Linked DNA regions of Mus musculus: region 2 is linked to region 1. Evidence: chromatin contacts called from public Hi-C data. All regions are on one chromosome and are shown on one strand. Each heading gives the region's core, a stretch centred on a gene start, on an enhancer-like site or on the middle of the called end of the contact. The rest is flanking DNA. Distances are from core to core; before and after follow the strand shown. Region 1 holds the start of Ado (2-aminoethanethiol (cysteamine) dioxygenase). Region 2 has its middle 13 kb from the start of Gm32438.

Evidence for each region. A called contact is a pair of places that touch in the nucleus more often than the background predicts.
Region 2: a Hi-C map of B cells shows a contact between it and region 1, with 6 read pairs. The contact joins the enhancer-like site here to the promoter of Ado in region 1. A contact is called at or near these places in 4 of 39 promoter capture datasets (3T3-L1-derived adipocytes, the C10 cell line and neutrophils), 1 of 15 datasets of contacts at CTCF or cohesin (the NIH/3T3 cell line), 3 of 484 Hi-C or Micro-C datasets (B cells, bone marrow-derived macrophages and nephron progenitors), 9 of 115 datasets of contacts at active chromatin or transcription factors (CD8 T cells, bone marrow-derived macrophages, craniofacial prominence and 5 more) and 2 of 9 other capture datasets (adipose tissue and liver).

The regions. Positions count from the first base shown.
Region 1 is chr10:67,545,900-67,551,884 of GRCm38.p6, reverse strand. It overlaps Ado (2-aminoethanethiol (cysteamine) dioxygenase), which reads left to right and starts at 2,930. Exons shown (of 1, transcript NM_001005419.2): 1 at 2,930-5,985. The coding sequence starts at 3,112. The coding sequence ends at 3,882.
Region 2 is chr10:67,677,528-67,684,019 of GRCm38.p6, reverse strand. No RefSeq gene overlaps it. Among named protein-coding and RNA genes, the nearest start is that of Gm32438, 13 kb to the left of the region's middle. Within about 2 kb of position 4,794, at least 12 of the 459 cell types and tissues checked have an H3K27ac peak or open chromatin away from gene starts, as enhancers often do. A contact at or near this core is called in B cells, where this site is marked.

The sequences.
Region 1 (5,985 bases), core at 1,681-4,180:
ACTAAGTTTTGTAACCACTAGATACTATTTATTGACAATATATTCCACATATCCCAAACTTGTTCCCTGCCATGCATTTTCCTGACTTTTGTTACCATTTCTTTTTTTTCTACCCTTCCTTTGGTTTTCACTCTGCATACCGCAAGACGGAGAAATGAAAAATAAAGACTATTTTTAAAGGCCATGAATACAGTCTCCTGCCCAGCTGTGCTACTAACAGTGGGACAGAAAAGCCGAGCAAAGCCCTTCTGGTGGGCAAACCCACTAGGCTCAGTTATCCTCCTTCCTTGGTGCAGCTCTGAAGGACAGCATCAAAGGGAACTGTGAAGGCCCTGTGACTTATAAAGTACCACAGGCGGACACCCACTGGGTCTCCAAAACTTCAACACACAAAAGATTCTCCTGCAGATTTTAATGTAATTTGGGACGAGCCCTTTGGACAAGCACCCCCAGTGTTTCCTATGCAGGTTGTCTGGAAACTTTTATCAGCTAGCAGATGAAAAATGAGGGCCTGAGAGGAGCCATTACTAGGTCAAAGCAAATAAAATAACCTTGAAAAGCTCTGCTCTGAAACCGGTAAAGTCCACATTCCTGCTTTAGCACTCACTGAGTGCCTAAACCTATTGGTCTCTAAAGGGTAACTTGTAGCCACTGAAAAATCTTAATAATACCTATTGTCCTGTGGTAGTTACTCTGTTCCCAAAGGCATCATTGGGCATTTGCATAAGTATCTAACCTTCCAGTTGACAGATGAAATACAGCTTCCTTCATGTAACTGCAGACAACTATTAAAGAGGGGGTGGGGGGCGTGGAAATCAAGCAGGCTGTATGCTGCTTAGGTCTGTGCTCTTTGGTGTCTGTTTCTCCTGCTAACTACTCTTTATACAAGTAAAGCCAGTAAGCAAAAAAATCTGTATGTGAAAACAAAAGAACTTTCTCTTAAATATTCCTTACTTTACAAATAAACTGCATGGGATTTCCTTACATGATGAACTTCCATAGTGCATTTAAGGATGGCACACCACCAGCTTCTAAAACACAAGTAATCTTTTTGTTTGTTTGTTTGTTTGAGACAGGGTTTCTCTGTGTAGCCCTAGCTATCCCTGGAACTCACTCTGTAAGCCTCGAACTCAGAAATCCGCCCGCCTCTGCCTCCCGAGTGCTGGGATTAAAGACGTGCGCCACCACTGCCCGGCTCAAACACAAGTAATCTTAAGGATCCATTTACGTAGCCAAATAGTTGCTCTTACTGTGGAATGTAAATGGGGTTGGCTCACCATTTACAGATCTCACAGTGACACCCCCCCCAACATGGGTGCTGAACCTCGAACCACTTCAGTGGGCACCTCTCAACCAGAATTCTATCCTTCACCCCAATACTGAATCAGAAGCCCTGGGGTATAACGTCTAGAATCGCCCTTTAAGCTACCGAGGGACTTTGGGTGAGAAACAATGACTCAGAAGTCTGGATGCATCAAACCCAGCATTCTTTGGAGGAATGAACTGAGGACTTGGAAAGGTACGCTGTGCAGAAAGCCACAGCTTGTGAGCACCACAATAAGCTGCAGAAGCTACGTCCTTGTGTCCCTTGGTTCCTTTTACACCAATTCAAACTGTGTTTCGTTAAGTTGCACTTACGTCTTTTCCAAATGCGCACCTGCAAATTAATCTCTCGTGTACAGGCGGGGAATAATACAGTCAGTGCCTACGTCTTAAAAGTTTCTGTGAGGGTATTACTAAGATAAAACTCATTATTTAATGTATTTAACAAGGTACCTGGAATACCACACTTACTGGCTAGGATGCAAAACCCACACACACATACACACTAAAAGCCTGCCTTCTTAACTGAAAAGGATTTCCTGGGCCACTGCAGTTATAAACCCATGTTTAATTCTGAAAGTCCAAGAAGACCTTAAATTCAAGGGTAAGATTTAAATTCATAATATCTACTATCTTCCTTTGCCAGCCACCACCTACGTCTGCAAAAAGTCCAGAGAATAATCACTCTGCGGTGACCTAACTTCATAAACCAGCCCGATAGTTGCATTGCTCTAGAGACTCATGACAGCGATAATCTATTCTGACAAAACGCCCCTTGCCCCTCAACTGGTGTTTCTCGGGCGCCCTACGGATGGATAACCACTAGTATACAGAACCCTTGGCTGTAGCAAATGGCCTCTCAAAGCTTCCCGCTATCAGTGAGTCAAGGAGCAGCGTCATCAGGCCCAGAGGCAAACAACAGCTGCGCACAGCTGTGCTGGGTGACCGCTTTGGTTACCCGCCCGACCCCATTCACCTCCTAAGAAACAGAAAAATAGACAAGCGCCATCCACAGATCTCCACGGCGCACACAGTGTGGCCTACGAGCAGCTAAGGTTGACCCCGAAACCTCATTCCTAGGGAGCAAGGGTCAAAGGTGACCCCGAGTGACCCAGCAGGCCCTAGCGGCACAAGAAGGTTAACGACCCTCTTGTGCCGTTTTTTTCCCAGCGGCGAGAAGCCTCCACCAGCTGCCGGAAGTATGTCACCCCGACTGCGGGGATGGCGGGAGTTGTAGTTAACTGGCTATATCTCTTGCAATAATAGTTCAGTTTTATCAAACAAGTAAACACCCTGAGGCTCTGCAAAACGAACGCGCTGCTCGCTTTCTGCCAAGTTCTTAAAAAAATCCTGGTTTCCCCTGCTCCGCAGGACGCGTTCGTGCCCCGCGCAAGCGCAGGCTCGGACTACACATCCCAGCGTGCCTTGCGGCGCTCCCGCCGCGCCCGGCTGTAGTCGTTGGTGTGGGCCGCGTGAATGGAGCTCCGCGCGTGAGGCAGCGCCTGGCACGGCCCGCGCCAGCGCCTGTCTGGGCCCCGGAGCGTGAGTGCGGGTAGCGGCCGTGCGCGTGCGCACTCGCCTTCGCGCGCGGGCAAGCGCCCGACCATTGGCGCGCTAAGCGGGCGACCGTGCAAGGCGGCCCCGCGCGCCCCGCTGGCCGGTTGTTGCGGGGAGGTCTCCCGCCTGGCGCGGGGGTCCGCGCGGGTAGCCGTGGCGGCCGCCGGAGACCGCAAGGGGCGGCGCAGAGGCGGAACGGGCCGGCCGCGAGCCGCGCAGGAAGCGCCAAGCATGCCCCGCGACAACATGGCCTCCCTGATCCAGCGCATCGCTCGCCAGGCGTGTCTCACCTTCCGCGGCAGCTCGACGGGCTCCGAAGGGCCGGCGCCGGGCTTCCCGGAGAACCTGAGCCTGCTCAAGAGCCTGCTGACCCAGGTGCGCGCCGAGGACCTCAACATCGCGCCGCGCAAGGCGCTGCCGCAGCCGCTGCCCCGCAACCTCCCGCCGGTCACCTACATGCACATCTACGAGACGGAGGGCTTCAGCCTGGGCGTGTTCCTGCTCAAGAGCGGCACGTGCATCCCGCTGCACGACCACCCGGGCATGCACGGTATGCTCAAGGTGCTGTACGGCACGGTCCGCATCAGCTGCATGGACAAGCTGGACACGGGGGCCGGGCATCGGCGGCCGCCGCCAGAGCAGCAGTTCGAGCCCCCGCTGCAGCCCTTGGAGCGGGAGGCCGTGCGACCGGGCGTGCTGCGTTCCCGGGCCGAGTACACCGAGGCCAGTGGGCCCTGCGTGCTCACTCCACACCGGGACAACCTGCACCAGATTGATGCCGTGGACGGGCCAGCTGCCTTCCTGGACATCCTGGCCCCACCCTACGACCCGGAGGACGGCCGGGACTGCCACTATTACCGTGTAGTGGAGCCCATCAGACCCAAGGAGGCTTCCGGCTCTGCCTGCGACCTTCCCCGAGAAGTGTGGCTCCTGGAGACACCACAGGCCGACGACTTCTGGTGCGAGGGAGAGCCCTATCCAGGCCCCAAGGTCCTACCTTGAAGCTCCTGCCGCCCGGGGAACTGTGGGCCAAAGATGTACCCTGCCCTGCTCAAGAAAGGCCTGGCTGCCCTCTATCTTCCATAAGGGCTCTTCTCTCCGCCCCCTCGCCTGGACGATGGATTTACTGGAGTGACCAGCGCCACATCTTGAGGAACCTTGGGGAACACGGCCCACTGGAGTACAGCCACCACCGGGCACGGTTATGGGGGCGGGTGGGCGGAAGGCTAGGTTGATTCCTGGTATCCTCAGTGCCACCAAGGCTTTGATTTAAGGGAACCGGGCAGGGACCCTAAAGCGCTTCCATCCTAAAGCCATAATGAAACCATTTTTGTTTCTCATTCTCTACAAAATACACTAAGTAGTTTTGAATCCCTCTTCCCTTCGGTGACTCAGATTTGTTTTCTCTCCTGCCCACGATTGCTCCTTAATAGTTTAATTTATTACTGATTGTGCATGACCTTGAATTGTTCTTGTTTTCTTTTTTTTTTTTTTTTTTTTTTTTTTAGTTATTCGTTTGGTTAAAACACACACACAAACTACTCAGCATCTAAAGTGAGGAGTTCTGAAAAGACATCTTTCTAGCACTGGGGTTCACCCTCATAACTGTGCGTGTTGAGGACGATGTCTTTCCTCCCCTGGCTTGGTAGCCACTTCTGGTGTACTCAGGTAACCTTTAGTAAGAAGGTCACATACGCGAATTCTCTTGTCAGGCCCTTAAAGCTCGTCTTTCCCTTGGGTCTCAAGATCTGTCGTTTAAACAAATTTTTTTGTTGCTATTGGGGATTTGCCTTTAAAGCAAAGACGATTATTATCCTCAGCTGACTTTTTCCTTGACGTGCTTCAAAGATGATACAATAATTATGTGTTTTCTAACCAGACGATTCCGAGGAGCGGAATCTGCTATGCTTCCAAATAACTGAATGTAAAGGCCCTGGCCACCTGTTGAATTCCATACTCGTATTTACTTCCAGCTTCTTCCTAGGAAAGAAGAGAAAGATACTCTTGACTGTTTGTTGTTGTTGTTGTTGTTGTTGTTGTTGGTTTTGTTCTGTTTTGGTTTTTTGTTTTTGTTTTTTTGCGTTCTCTGTGGAGGGAGCCTGCAGAGGAGCTGTGTGGTTCCAGCTGTGCTGCCGGGAGATAGCCTCCCAGCACTCCCTTAAACAAGAGCCAGTGCTGCCTACTACTGCCTTCTCTTGCAGGAAGAGGTAGAGAGCATGTAGTACCCTGGGAGGGGCTCTGGAAGTAGGCTGCTGGCTAAGCAGGCAAGAAGCCCTGGGCTCAATCCTCAGTACCACATAAACCAAGTGTAGCACACAGCATTTAGGAAATATAGGCAGGAGGATCAGAAGTCAAGGTCAGACTTGGCTACATAGTGAATTTGAGCGGAACCGTGGATGCATAAGACACCATCATATAAATGTGTGTGTATACATAACATATGAATATGTATATATACACATATACATATGTATGTACACACACACATATGAAATGGATACATGGAATAGATGCTTGAGAATTTAGCCATTTAGGGCACCAAGATTGGAGACTAAACCCTATGCCAACACTGCAGCAAACCCTAGCGCTGCTGCAGTATTATGGCTGGCGGAGGCTCAGCCCCTTTACCATGTTTACAGACGTGTCTATCGATTCTGACCATGGACCACCAGTTTCCCCTGTTTACTATGTGTAGGGTTCCTTTTTATCACAGGCCTTTTCATAAAGACAAACTGTAGAAATCAGATGTGCCCAGCTGTCTTCTAAGCTCTCTTGATGGCTCATGTGGCAATAGAATATACTAATATCGGCAATAAATGGAGACTTACTGTCATGAGTGACAAATGTTTGTTGACCTGGCAGGGAAACAAACTGCTTTTGGCTCCATGTATCCAGGATACACATCCAGGCTGAAGGGGTGTCCTTCCCGGTGCAGTCATTAAAGTGGTACGAGACAGCAAATTATTGCTGGCTTGGCTTGTGGCTTTTTGTTTGTTTGTTTGTTTGTTTCATTTTAATAAAAATGAGAACAACAGGCCAGTGGAAACCTGCTTTAAACCTGACAAACCATGAGCAACACCCAAACACTTCCACCATGGCTGCTAG
Region 2 (6,492 bases), core at 3,545-6,044, 130 kb before region 1:
ACCTTTAATAAATATTCCTCCGTGACTCGATTGAGCATGTGCTAGGCTCCTTTCCAGGTCTCTAATACAACGGAGAAATACGTGGAAAATCAGAAAAATCCTGAACTCTAATACCAGTCTCATCTATGACCTAGGCAAAGCCGGGCACCCACTGGGCTCCGTGTCTTCATCGGAAATGTAAGAAACTGAGCTGGGTGATCTCCATCGTCATGTGATTGGAAAAAGGCTTTTTCTGCTGAGGGAAGAAGTAAAACCTTTTGCCTACTTCCCCCATTAGCTAGAAAGTACCAACTTGATCCACATTCTCAAAAATCCTTGTCTTCCAGGAACTCACTGCCCCCCCACCCCCCTCCCAAGGCGCTGCTTGCAGGACTCACACTAAAGCTAAGGTTGGCAGTGACTGAATGGACAAACCCCAATTCCATCTCTGCCCTCATGCCAGTTTTCAGTCAGCAACTTCCTAGAAGGTTACATTTAAAAATGTATTATTATAAAGTGAATCCATTTTTATAGTAGAAAAACAAGAGCATATTGCTACTTATCCAAAGATGCTCATTAAACTCTAGAACCTCACAAATGATGCCCATTGACTATTTGATCTTTTGCTGAGCCATTTATCCCGTAGAAACTTATTGAGTAACGATGTGTACCAGGCTTTTCCAGGCATGCAGACACAGGAATAAACTTAGTGTCCCAAGATGTTCAGTCAGAACTCTGGATACCACCTTAGCTCTCTCCCCTTTGGCCAAGTATATTAAAATTCCCTAGAGAATTATGTACTTTCTGCTCTTCTGTGGGCAATTCAGAAATAGGATTCCTTGGGTCCTGGAGAAGTGAGCGTCTTTCAATCCGCTGAGAACAAACCAGACCCTGCCTCTGACTTAGCTTTTCTATCTCTGGGTAGGACATCCAGCTGCTGGTGGGGATGTGTGCGAACTGCCGACCCAAAACAACAACGGTGAAAGGAAGCATCCTGGGAAATGGGAAGTGTCTGACCAAATAGCATCATCGTTTGTAAAGTAGATGTGTGTAACCTACAATCTCAGCACTGGGGAACCAGAGAAAGGTGATCACTGGGGCTCCCTGGCTGCCAGCCTAAGCTAAGCGTTTAGCCTCGGGTCCCAGTGAGAGATCCTGTCTCAAAAATGAAGTTGGATGGTTTTACACACACACAAATTTATATATGCAGCATATGTATATACAATATATGCATATTTATGGGTGCATATATTACACATATATGCATATATTACATACACATATAATATACAAATACTCGCACACATACATGCATATATATATATATATATATATATATATATATATATATATATATGTGTGTGTGTGTGTGGTACTTTGAAAAAGAATTCCCTCCCCCACTCTGGTAGATTCATGTATTTGAATACTTAGTCATCAGTTGGTAGTGCTGTTTGGGACAGTTTAGGGGGAAATATGTCACTGGGGATGGGCTTTGAGAGTCCAAGGACTTACACCATTTCCAGTTTCTCTGCTTTCTGCTTGTTGTTCAGGAAGTGAGCACTCAGCTTCTTAATTGACCCAATTAGCTGTTGGGTCTGCTGTTTGTTGGTGGCCACACCTCCCTGTTGTGATGATTATGGACTCTTAGCACTGTGCAACTGTAAGCCAAAATAAACTTTTCCTTAAGTTGTCTTGGTCATGGGGTTGTATCACAACAATAGGAAAGACAGAGAGAAACAGAGACAGAGAGACAGAGAGAGACACAAAGAGACACAGAGAGACAGACACAGAGACAGAGAGACCAGCACTATGAGCCTCATATATTTGACACTAGGAGCCTCTAAGGCTGTGAATTTAACATTTCTACTTTGTTTAAAGCTGTAAACCACACCATTGTAAATATTTAGTCTATGATAACACCCATATAATCTATAGATAGATAGATGATAGATAGATATTTGATACATATAAATATTATATATACATATATATTTGATATTAATCTCATCTTAAAAGAAATTTTCCCTCTAATTGTAATGACTTTTTGTTTGCTTTGTGTTTTAATTTTCAGTAAGGGATTTTTTAAAGTTGTAAATTAAAAATAATTATAAACCTTGCTGTAAAAATGAAAAAATGCAAACAAAAAACATCCCCAGGAGAAATGAACCAGACCAAAAGTCTATACATCTCAAATAAGTTCTACAAGCTAGAGAAGCCATTCTGAAGACACAGGGCTTCACAATGGATTTTATACTTCACTATCAGGTGCATTTTTATATATTTATCCACCACCGCAAATGAAAAACTTTTAAAATTATATATGTGTGTGGACATGTATCTACAGTGGTAAGATGTGAGTGCATGTGAGTGTAGGTGCCTCTGAAGGCCGGAAGAGAGCGTGGGATCTCCCAGAACTGGTGTTACAGGCAGTCTTGAGTCCCCAATATGAGTGCTGAGAACTGCACTTTGGTTCTCTACAAGAGCAATACTTGTTCCTACCTATTGACACAGCTTCTGCACATCTGGTGAATTTAAAAAAGAAAAGATTTGTTTTTACTCTGTGTGTGTGTGTGTGTGTGTGTGTGTGTGTGTGTGTGTAGTTAAACACAGAAGATAATATGGGGCATGCACAAAAGGGAAGCTCTGTGGACCTGCAGTGACAGGAGAGACTCTTTTTTTTTTTTTTTTTTTTTTGACAAGTGCTCAAGCAAAGAGTGTGGTTCATCACTGAGCCTGCCCTATGGAACAAATTGCTGTAAGGCGATTACCTTGAACTCAGGAACCGGGGCTTTGTCCAGGGGGTTTTGTTCATGAGAAGTGTAATTCAAGCCTAGTTTGTCACACTTCCTGCCTTTACACAGATAATCCCCCAGTGCACACCACCCTGTCATTTCAAACATGCACAGTGACCGAGCCCTTAGCACCTGCTCCTTAACATTCTCACCCAGATCAAACTGTCCCCATCATAGGTAGCTTATTCTTCAACAACCCTGGGCTAAAAGGGACCTGGGGGGGGGGTGTCGGGGCGGCGGAGTCATCAGAAGACAGACCAGGAGCACAATGGGCCTGGTGTATTTGATACTGGAGATTTTTGAAGTTACCTTCTCTACTGTGCTTAAAGCTATAGAACACCACACTGCGAAGGTTTTAGACAACGACGAGAAGTCACTGGTTTTAACCAGTTCTATCAGAGCAAAACCCCAAGGTGACAAGGCTTCAGTTTAGTTACCATGCTGGCATCTGTATGAATGGCCTCGCTAGATGTCTACTGAGTGTGATCCACTCATGGCAACGAGGAGGTGTAGACTAAATGGGCAGCTGGGCCTTGGTAGCTACACTGGCCAAGGAAAAAGAAGTGTGAGTGTTAGGTGAAGCATATTGTAAAGGAATGATGACATTTGTTTCATGTCTGAGGGATGCCAGGTGAAGGAAGATGTAGATGCCCCTCTGGGTTGGACCTATGGTTCTAGCCACAGAACATCTTACGTTGACGCGCCACTCTAGGAGCCGGATAACTCCTCAGCATCTCATGAGATGATGTTCTGCAAAGGTCAACAGTGTGACAACCCACCCACGGTCTCTTCTAAGGGGCTCCACCCTGCCCACACGGAAGGGGCAGGAGGCCTTGTGGTTACCTAGTGCCCAACCTTCTCTATTGACAGGATTGACCCAGGCTGAGCAACCCAAGCACATGCCAAGCAAGCCACAGATGGGTCACAGAGTTACAACCTATGCTGAAAGAGGGGCTGGACCACGTTCTGTCTTAGGGCTCTGAGCTTGAAACAAACAAAACGTCATGGTTTGTTCCAGAAGACGGGCTGTGTTGCTTAATCCTAGAAGAAACAACAACAACAAAGGAAAACCAACCAAACACACAAACAACAACAAGAAAAACACATAAGCTTCTCCTGAGGGAAGCATAGAAGTTCCTTGGGATATGGAATCATCTCTGAGTTCTACTGTCTTAAGACCAAGATTTAATATGCTTCCTGCTCTTGGGGAGAAATAATAACTTTATATATATATATATATATATATATATATATATATACACACACACACACACACACATACACACACACATACACACACATATATATACACATATGTAAATATAATACATATTAGTAAATATACATCATATATGTATATAATACACATACATATACACATACACATATACATATGTAGTCAGACATAAGATCCATGGCCTTCAATTGCCCAGAGTAGACTTTCATACCTGTAAGAAAACAAGCCCAGTGAAACCCATGGGAAATTGAAGTTGTCCCCCAGCTGAACTGCTGGGCCACAGGCCTTCTAAGGAAACCAACGGAAGCACACCGGTAAACTGGTAAAGTCTTACTAGGAAGGCAATGGCACCCAAAAAAAGAAAAGGGGGAAGTGAAAATCTTTCAAGATGATTGGAAAAGTTGGTGTGTGTGTCTCCCCATTAAGGGTGCAGCCTCCATTGAGCCATAGCATGGCAGATGAGTGATTTCCCACACACTAACTTTGAGATAGGGCCCAACAGACTGACTCCTGCTTATAAGATATGCTGGACACACCACAAGCACAAGGGACCGAAGCCAACTCAGAAGAAAAACATGGCAATGATCCCCCACGGTGTCTCAAGAGAACAGGGGCTAAACTCAGGGTACACCTATAGGGTCTAGCTTTGTTTCCATTCAGCTTTGAGAAAAACAACATTACTTCCTCTTTTAAAATGTATATCCCAATACGTGTGCATATTAAGTGTGAGACTAAAACATCCTTTCTAAAGCTCCTCAATGAGGCTGATTCTTGGCCAAAAATACTTCATGGTTCACAGCTCAACACAAGTTGGCCTCTGTAGAAACATCTCAGTTTAGAAGTGGAATTACCCTCCTGTTCAGTGCAGAAAAACATCTCACTGGTCTGAGAACTACAACTGTTCATTTACCGCTCACAGGAACTTTCCCGTGACTGGATCGTAAGAGTCATGCCTTCTGGCTCTGGTGATGCTAACAGCAAGATGGTGATGAGTTGGGCTTTGGGTCTGAATTCAATTCTAACTCCCAGTTGCTCTGTTGTCATAGAGCCTCAAGCAAGGCCTTCCCAGAGCTTCTTTCATTGTTATCATCATCTTCATCACCATCATCATTATTATATTTTAGACTTTTAATTTTGAGATTACAATACAATTAAAACATTTCTCTCTTCTCTTTCCAAAAGCCTCCTACACACACCTCCCCACTCTCCTTCAAATTCACAGTCTCTTCTTTCATTGTTTTTTTTTCCATTTTTTATTAGGTATTTAGCTCATTTACATTTCCAATGCTATACCAAAAGTCCCCCATATCCACCCACCCCCACTCCCCTGCCCACCCACTCCCCCTTTTTGGCCCTGGTGTTCCCCTGTACTGGGGCATATAAAGTTTGCAAGTCCAATGGGCCTCTCTTTCCAGTGATGGCCGACTAGGCCATCTTTTGATATATATGCAGCTAGAGTCAAGAGCTCCGGGGTACTTGTTAGTTCATAGTGTTGTTCCACCTATAGGGTTGCAGATCCCTTTAGCTCCTTGGCTACTTTCTCTAGCTCCTCCATTGGGAGCCCTATGATCCATCCATTAGCTGACTGTGAGCATCCACTTCTGTGTTTGCTAGGCCCCGGCATAGTCTCACAAGAGACAGCTACATCTGGGTCCTTTCAATAAAATCTTGCTAGTGTATGCAATGGTGTCAGCGTTTGGATGCTGATTATGGGGTGGATCCCTGGATATGGCAGTCTCTACATGGTCCATCCTTTCATCTCAGCTCCAAACTTTGTCTCTGTAACTCCTTCCATGGGTGTTTTGTTCCTAAATCTAAGGAGGGGCATAGTGTCCACACTTGAGTCTTCATTCTTCTTGAGTTTCATGTGTTTAGCAAATTGTATCTTATATCTTGGGTATCCTAGGTTTGGGGCTAATATCCACTTATCAGTGAGTACATATTGTGTGAGTTTCTTTGTGAATGTGTTACCTCACTCAGGATGATGCCCTCCAGGTCCATCCATTTGCCTAGGAATTTCATAAATTCATTCTTTTTAATAGCTGAGTAGTACTCCATTGTGTAGATGTACCACATTTTCTGTATCCATTCCTCTGTTGAGGGGCATCTGGGTTCTTTCCAGCTTCTGGCTATTATAAATAAGGCTGCTATGAACATAGTGGAGCATGTGTCCTTCTTACCGGTTGGGGCATCTTCTGGATATATGCCCAGGAGAGGTATTGCTGGATCCTCCGGTAGTACTATGTCCAATTTTCTGAGGAACCGCCAGACTGATTTCCAGAGTGGTTGTACAAGTCTGCAATCCCACCAACAATGGAGGAGTGTTCCAGTGTTCCTCTTTCTCCACATCCACGCCAGCATCTGCTGTCACCTGAATTTTTGATCTTAGCCATTCTGACTGGTGTGAGGTGGAATCTCAGGGTTGTTTTGATTTGCATTTCCCTGATGATTAAGGATGTTGAACATTTTTTCAGGTGCTTCTCT